3 separate regions of the Canis lupus genome follow, and regions 2 and 3 are each linked to region 1. Evidence: chromatin contacts called from public Hi-C data. All regions are on one chromosome and are shown on one strand. Each heading gives the region's core, a stretch centred on a gene start, on an enhancer-like site or on the middle of the called end of the contact. The rest is flanking DNA. Distances are from core to core; before and after follow the strand shown.

Region 1 (2,700 bases), core at 190-2,689:
TCAGCGGTTTAGCGACGCCTTCAGTCCAGGGCGTGATCCTGGAGACTCCGGATCAAGTCCCACGTCGGGCTCCCTGCGTGGAGCCTGCTTTTCCCTCTGCCTGCGTCTCTGTGTGTCTCTCATGAATAAATAGATAAAATCTTTAAATATGTATTATAATTATATATTGTGTCAATATATATTATCACATATTATATAATTATATAATTAAATTATATGATTATATAATATATACATTATAATACATTATATGTATTATAGTATATTATACAATATATTTAATTTAAATTAATATATATTTGATGTATTAATATAGTATATATATGATTAAATTACATGTTAATATATATTTAATATTTAATATATATTTAAATTAAATGTGACATAAAGATTATGTATTATATATTTAGTATATTAATACATTTAATTCATATATATAAATATATCAGAACACAAGGCAGGCGAAATGCCCGTCAGGCCACCTGTGTGTGAGCTCGGGCTAGATTCTCAGTGGGTGTCACCCCCCACCACGCCCCGGGACCCCAGGGTCTCCGACAGCCTCGCTTCTCTCACTGGACTGATCCCGTTAGGAAGTGCTGGGTCTGCCCTTCAGGGCCGAGGCCTAAGCTTAAAAACACAGCGGAGCGGGTGCCTGGGCGGCTCAGGCTGTTGAGCGTTTGCGTCTGGCTCAGGTTATGACCCCGGGGTCCCGGGGTCCCGGGATCAAGTCCCATAGGGGTTCCCTATGCAGTGGGGACTCGGCTGCTCCCTCCATCTCTGCCCCTCCCCACACAGTGCTCGCTCTCAAATAAAACCCTTATTTTTTTTCTAAAGATTTTATGTATTTATTCATGAGAGGCGCAGGCATAAATAAAATCCGTAAAACCAAAACCAAAACCACAGCAGGGACGCCCGGGTGGCCCAGGGCGGGATCCCGGGTCGCGGGATCGAGGCCCACGTCGGGCTCCCCGCATGGAGCCTGCTTCTCCCTCTGCCTCTCTCTCTCTCTCTCATGAATAAGTAAAAATAAATAATTAATTGAAATGTTTTTTTAAAACACAGCAAAGAGGATTGTGGTTCGGGACACCCCGCGGGCTAGCGCGGCGCCTCCCCGCCCCCGTGAAGCATCCTCTGGGAACCCGGGACTGGGCGCGGCACACTCGGTCGGTACCTGCGTTCCTTGTTGAGGAGAGAGGACGGGTTAAAAGGGGGAAGCTCCAAACGCGTCCGTGACCACGTTATTTCCCTCCGAGAACGGGAGTCCGCCTTAAAGGCGCAGGCGCAGTCCTTTTGTCCTTCCCAGGCTGGGCTATGAGCGCGCGGGGAAGCTAAGCCCTCGCCTTTGAGCGTCTTTCCCGGCATGCTTTAGAGCCGCACCCGGCGCGCGGCGGCCCCGCGGGGAGGCGGACGCTGGGCTCCCAGTGCGGAGCGCGGAGCGCGGGTCCCGCCCCCCTTCCCAGCAGCCTCTCCGCCTTTGCCAACCTTTCTTAAAGGGGCCGGGCCTCCCGAGGAGGAGCGGGGCACCTGAGGTCGCTCAGCGAGGGAGGGACCCCGAGCTCCGGTTCCTGCGAAATCCAGTCAAACTGTGGAGCGTCTGCTCTGTGCCAGCCACGCCTTGGAGACGGGGCAGCGTTGCTCTTCCCTTCCTCCACCCTACAAAGCTGCTTCCAGCTGCTCGCAGAATTACATTGGCCTTAAACACATCCGCAGAACAACCCCGAGTTGCATGTTGTGCCTGGGGGGACGCCAGTGCGGAGACAGAAGGGGCGAGGAGCTCTGGGTGTCATCCTGAGCTAAGGTGAAGGGAGTTGGGCTCTTCAAAGGGAAGGAGAGTAATTCACAGAAGACGACAAGGAGTAAATGTGTGCTGGGCCGCACAGAAGCAAGGGGATGGCGAGAGCGATCGTCAGACTTTGCTAAACTCCTACCTGTCTCACCTGCGTCCCACGGTACTGCAGTTACCTATGGTGAGAGATCTCTTCTGGAGCAGGTCCTCTGTTGAAATTTTTTATTTTTTTTATTTTTATTAAGAGACACAGAGAGAGGCAGAGACACAGGCAGAGGGAGAAGCAGGCTCCATGCAGGGAGCCCGACGTGGGACTCGATCCCGGGACCCCAGGATCACGCCCTGGGCCGAGGGCAGGTGCTCCTCCGCTGAGCCACCCAGGCGTCCCATGTTTAAATTCTTTTAAGCAGTTGGAGGAGGCCAGTTTCTCCCTGAGTCTTTTATACCTTGATGGTTTTCAGCTCAGAAATAATCCACAAAAAACAAAACAAAAAAAAAAAAAAAAAGAAAGAAAGAAAAGAAAAAAGAAAAAGAAAAAGAAAAAGAAAGAAAAGAAATGATCCACAAGCCAAATAATCCACACACACACATATGAAAAAAAAAAAAAAGATCCACAAGCCAAAGTGGCACCTCTCGGGGCAATTCCTCCACAGCCCCTACGCACACCTGGGCACCAGGCATGCAGCGCGGAGCAACCCAGACGCACCGTAAGCCCTCCGTGACAGCTTAAATCCCGAAGGACGTCCTCTCTTTTCTAATTTTCATAGATATACACTATAAATCTGTTTGCAACCTTTATCACTCAAGTTCTGGACCCACGTGTCCATCTTGCAACCCTCCACCTATTCCAAACTCCACTCGCCTCCGTACCTGACCCTGAAAACCCTCTCTGGGGTGTCAAAGGAGAAAGAAAA
Region 2 (2,700 bases), core at 165-2,664, 580 kb before region 1:
CAAGAAATCCCAAAACAGATGACATGCAGTCTACAAGAAATCCACTCTAACAGCCCTAAAAGAGATCTTACCTGCATTAGTTGCTGCTTCAACTTCTGTATTTCTGAAATGTTCAGCTCACTGAATAAGTCAGAAACAGGGTGTAGAGACTCTCCTTTCCTTAAAGTGGGAGTCCGATAGTCTCCATTCAGTTTCACAAGGGGCCCATGGATATGCCCATTCATTTTGTCATCATTGTTTGGTTCACTGGCATCCTCTGTGAACTTGAGGCCATCTACAGAGATGCTGATATGGTTATCATTGAGGGTGATGTACTGGGAGAGCTCCTTCCGCAGGATGTTCTTTTGCTCCCTCTCATTTTTTAAGGTCTCAAGGGCTTCTTCCAGTTGATGCTCCGCGATTTCTTTCAACCGGATGGCATCTTCCAGTTGGCTGTTTAATAGCACAGTTTCCTCCTCAAATCGCTTAATCTCATGCTTTAAGCCTTCATATTCAACCTGAATTAGATAGGATAAAGAAGATTCATAAAACTAAAATTTGGGTCTTACAAAACTGCCATTAACCACTCTAGCAGACCTAATTGTTTAAAAAATTGAAATGTTACACTACTTTTATTGTATACCTGAAACTAATATAACACTGTATGTTAACTAAAAAAAAAAAAAAGCACACAGTATATATACTCTTAAGGTAACATAGGATGGTTTCTTTGGAAATTACATATAATTTATAATGTATTATTATATAACTAATATATAATTTATAAATAGTTTTATATAATTCATATATGTAAACTAAATTCTTCGTAGAGATGAAAAAGGGGTCTTAGAATTTCTTTTTATGAGGACCAATGGCCAAAAGGGGGCACTGTTTGCCTTAAAAAAAAAACAGGAATAAAAAAAATAAGTATTGGAATATTTACAACCTAGAAAATATCTTATCATCACTATTACTCTGTCCTATGATGAGAAAATTTTTATATTTAAAGATAAATAACCTAAAAGATCATAATAAGAATTTAATCTCAAATTATGTTTGAGAGTAAAATGAAGCAAAGAAAAAATTTTTTTTTTTTCAAAGAAAAATTTTATGTGCTTAATCTGGAATAACAGTACTGATTGATTATCTGATAATAAAAAAACATATATTGTCATCAATGTAATATTCCTTTATTTTTAAGATTTTATTTATTCATGAGAGACACAGAGAAAGAGAGAGAGAGACAGAGAGAGGCAGCGACATGGGCAGACAGAGAAGCAGGCTCCACACAGGGAGCCCAACATGGGACTCAATCCCGGGTCTCCAGGATCAGGCCCTGGCCTGAAGGCAACGCTAAACCGTGGCCTAAACTGCTGAGCCACCAAGGCTGCCCTGTAATATTCCTTTAAATTGAGAACCAAATAGCCTGTGTAAACACACTATTGGTCATGAAAGCCCCAAAGGGAAAGAGGTCTCTACACCGACAGGCCTTCTTTGAGGCCTTGTCCATGGCACTAATTACATGCTACTTTTTAATAACTATTTTATCTCCACAACTATACTGAAGTCTCCTCAGAAGAAACAAATACTTGTTATGCACCCAAGTGTCCCTCAGTGCTTCAATATACTGTCATAGTATTTCAACTGAATTCTGCTCTTCAACAAATGTTTGCTATTATGAATGAAAAAATAAACTAGAAAAGGTAATATAATAGATATTAGATACTAATATAAACTATGTGCTTTGTTGTACATTTATTTTACTGTTTATATTCAAATTTGTTTTTCAAGAAATATTTTATTATTTATTTATGTATTTAGATTTTATTTATTTATTTATTTGAGAGAGAGAGAGAGATTGAGCATGCATGAGCAGAGGAGGGGCAGAAGCAGAATCCCCACTGAGCAGGGAGCCAGAGGCAAGGCTCAATCCCAGGACTCAGAGATCATGACCTGAGCTGAAGGCAGATGCTTAACCAACTAAGCCACCCAGGCACTCCAAGAAATATTTTTAAAAATGAAAGAATAAGGATCATGGACCATTACCATTTTCATCTTTTTATATTCCACTCCCCACCCCATCCCCCTTCTTCACATAACCTCAGTGCAATGGATTATCTTGCAAAGGTTAGGATAACAGGTTTTTTTTTTTTTTTTTTTTTAAGATTTATTTATTCATGAGAGACAGACAGAGAGAGAGAGGCAGAGACACAGGCAGAGGGAAAAGCAGGCTCCCTGCAGGGGACTACTCCAGGATCACACCCTGGGCCAAAGGCAGCCCTAAACCGCTGAGCCACCAGGGTTGCCCAGGATAACAGTTTTTGATACAGGTTTAGGTCAGATGGAGGGTTGGCTGATGTAACAGAGACCTAGATAAGTGTAATTTAATCTAGATAGAAGCTTGGTTCTTTCTCATGTAACACTATGGAGATACAGTCAAGGGCCAGCAGGATTCTCAGCTGCATGAGGTCATCCAGGAACCAGGCTTCTTCTATCATATTGCACTGCCTCCTACTCTGGTCCATATGATCTAAGGTGGCTTGATCATGTCTCAAGCAGTGGGCCAAAGTAAGGGGCACACTCCTTCTCTTTAAGAATATGTCTCAAAAGGTGCCCATATCACTTCTTAAATCCCACTGACTGGTACTAATCACATGACACTTCCAAGGGAGGTGAAGAATGTTGACTTTACCTGACTTTACCCTGTGTAGCCTTATGGTC
Region 3 (2,700 bases), core at 188-2,687, 900 kb before region 1:
TCCTACAGCAGACCAAGCAAATGTGTTTCTGAAATAATTTCTAGAACTTGATTTAAAAGCAAGAAAAAGTACAGAATGTCTATGGTCTCCAAGTGTTTGAAAATATTCTATAGTACTTTGACCATTAAATTCCCTCTCGTAATATTTATACTCTAAAATGCTGTAGCAAGATACAGCAATAGAAAATGAGTAAACCGTCCCCTTCTCAACCGAATAGATTAAGAAATGAAAACACTTAAAATCAATATATCAAGTAATCTCTATAATGTGTTTCTCTGAACGCTTAAAAAAAAAGTCCTAGGATTCTTAAACCAAGAAACACAGCAGGCAGAAAAAATGAAACTTGTACTACTTCTCTGTCACTCTAGAAATAATTTATTTCTTCGACATTTCTGCCTATTAAATACGATGTTATCTAGGAGACCCAAAAACGAAAAGACCTGAGAACCTTGATGCCCAATTTGGATGGAATACAAAAACCACAGTCTATGCATTAAAACTGGTTATTCCTTCCCAAGTACAGGTGGTTTCGAGGGAGATGTTTCTGTTTGTTTGTTTGTTTGTTTGTTTGTTTTGGAGGGCTCCTTTTGCTTTTTGGGTTTTGTTTTTTGTTTTTTTTTTTTTTTGTAATTGCTTCGGCGATCTCGAACCCTGAAGGGATCGCACTGCAGGCAAACACTCAGGTTGTCAGACAGCTGCGGCCTTCTCGGCCCCGACCCGGCCGCTCCAAAACTGACTCCGCATCCCCGGAGCAAGCCAAGGAGAGGAATAAAAAAAGCCACGCTCCCTAAAACTACCCGAGGAGGGCCAGCTGGCCCACCACGAGCCCAGGGTGGCCCCGCGTGCCCCGCGCGTCCCCCAGCTGCCCTTGCAAGCAGCCGCCCGCCGGCCCAGCCGCGCCCGGTCCCCACGGGCTCCAGTTCCGCCCGCCGGCGGGTCCCTCCCCCAGCCCGCCCCCGAGACCCGCGGGGCCCGCCGCGCCGGCTCCGCCCCTCGCCTCCCGACCGGGCCCGGATTCCCAGGCCCCGAGCAACGCAGCCCCAGGCGGAGAGGCGCGGCCGAGCCCGGGGAGCCCCGGCGCCCCCAGCAAAGGCCGCAAAGGCCGCAAAGGCCAGCCGGGAGCGGGCGCCGCCGCGAGCCCCCCACCGGGCCCGCGCCGGGGCTCCGGCCTGAGCGGACACCGCCCTCGTCGCTTACCTGCGTCCCCACCACGACGATCTGAGGCAGCTGGATGATGTCGGCGCCCACCGTGTTGAAGACATCCTGGAGCTTGTTGATAACAGGAATTAGCGCCTCCATGACTCCGAGAACGCGGGACCCTCGCCCGGCCGGCCGCGGCAATGAATGGGGCCGGGGCCCAGAGTCCGCCTCCTTCCTCCTCTCCTCCGCCCTCTCCTCGGGAGCCGGCACCCATTGGACCCCGCCCGCCCGCTACCTGCCCCCTCCCGGCGGGCCGTGCGCTAAGAGGAAGGTGGAGAGGAGCAAAGTCTGCCGGGAGTTGTAGTTCTGGGGGGGGTGGAGGACCGCGGGGGGCCTACGGCTTCCAGAAGGCTGTGCGGCGCCGGGCGGAAGGAGGAGCTGGGAAGGCCGGCTGCGCGGGCTCGTGTCGGAAGGCTGGGGAGCCAGGCCGCGAGGGTGGGAAGGAAGAGACCCACTTACGCCCATTTGCGGGGCGCAACGAGGGTGAAAATGCCGGAAGGGAATATGTGTTAAGTACAGCGGAGTATCCTGATGATCCAAGATGCCATTTCCTTATGCAGAAGCTTGCTTAACAGGGACGGGTTGAAGAGACTTAAAGGAATAGCTCGTCGCCTCTGGCGCCCCAACCAGGTGCTCGGGGTGTGGAGGCTGATTCTGCAGAGGGCGTGCGCGGCTATTTTGCAAAACAAAGCAAAACAAACAGAACGTCGGTCCCAGTTAGAACACGCGGGTTCTCCCAAGATTTTTGTGAAAACGTCTTCAAAATAGCATGTTCAGAAAGAATCTTAGGTGAAGAGTTTTTGGAGGGAAAGGGCTAAGCCCTTGTTCTCTATATTCTGTATAAAATGTTATTTTGCCCTGACTCCTGGCAAAGTGGAAATCGATCTGAGAACTGCCTTGCTTTTTTTTTTTTTTTTTGGCTAAGTGCACCTACGGTAGTAGTCAAAATTTGCCTTTTTATATTCTTTATTTTTTTTATTTTATTTATTTATTTATTTATTATTTATGATAGTCACAGAGAGAGAGAGAGAGAGGCAGAGACACAGGCAGAGGGAGAAGCAGGCTCCATGCACCGGGAGCCCGACGTGGGATTCGATCTCGGGTCTCCAGGATCGCGCCCTGGGCCAAAGGCAGGCGCCAAACCGCTGCGCCACCCAGGGATCCCCTATTCTTTATTTTTTTAAAGATTTTATTTATTCATGAGAGACACACAGAGACAGAGAGAGAAGCAGGCTCCATGCAGGGAGCCCGTCGTGGGACTTGATCTTCGGACTCCAGGATCACGCCCTGGTCATAGGCAGGTGCTAAACCGCTGAGCCACCCACGGATCCCTGCCTTTCTTTTTAGACAGATACCTCTCCTCTACTCCAAACCTCCAAAGATTTATCTCAAAAAAAAAATAAATAAATAAAAAAGGTGACATTTGAGCAAAGATCTAAAGTAGTTGATAAGAGGTGTGCCTGGGTGGTGCAGTCCGTAAAGCACCTGCCTTGGGCTGAG

What was found. Hi-C and Micro-C count contacts between places; a contact is called where the count stands out from the background.
Region 2: a Hi-C map of skin fibroblasts shows a contact between it and region 1, with 2.5 times the contacts expected there. The contact joins the enhancer-like site here to the promoter of ETFBKMT in region 1. A contact is called at or near these places in 4 of 9 Hi-C or Micro-C datasets (amygdala, blood, liver and 1 more).
Region 3: a contact with region 1 is called in a Hi-C map of blood, with 4 times the contacts expected there. The contact joins the promoter of DNM1L here to the promoter of ETFBKMT in region 1. A contact is called at or near these places in 2 of 9 Hi-C or Micro-C datasets (both in blood).

The regions. Positions count from the first base shown.
Region 1 is chr27:29,459,377-29,462,076 of UU_Cfam_GSD_1.0, reverse strand. ETFBKMT (electron transfer flavoprotein beta subunit lysine methyltransferase) reads right to left here and starts at 1,439. Exons shown (of 3, transcript XM_038577206.1): 1 at 1,172-1,439. The coding sequence starts at 1,362. LOC106557923 (a long non-coding RNA gene) reads left to right here and starts at 1,365. Exons shown (of 4, transcript XR_005380012.1): 1 at 1,365-2,700.
Region 2 is chr27:30,036,260-30,038,959 of UU_Cfam_GSD_1.0, reverse strand. It overlaps BICD1 (protein bicaudal D homolog 1), which reads right to left. Exons shown (of 10, transcript XM_038577222.1): 4 at 72-497. Among named protein-coding and RNA genes, the nearest start is that of FGD4, 71 kb to the left of the region's middle. Within about 2 kb of position 1,414, at least 2 of the 20 cell types and tissues checked have an H3K27ac peak or open chromatin away from gene starts, as enhancers often do.
Region 3 is chr27:30,359,994-30,362,693 of UU_Cfam_GSD_1.0, reverse strand. DNM1L (dynamin-1-like protein) reads right to left here and starts at 1,437. Exons shown (of 19, transcript XM_038577238.1): 1 at 1,198-1,437. The coding sequence starts at 1,414.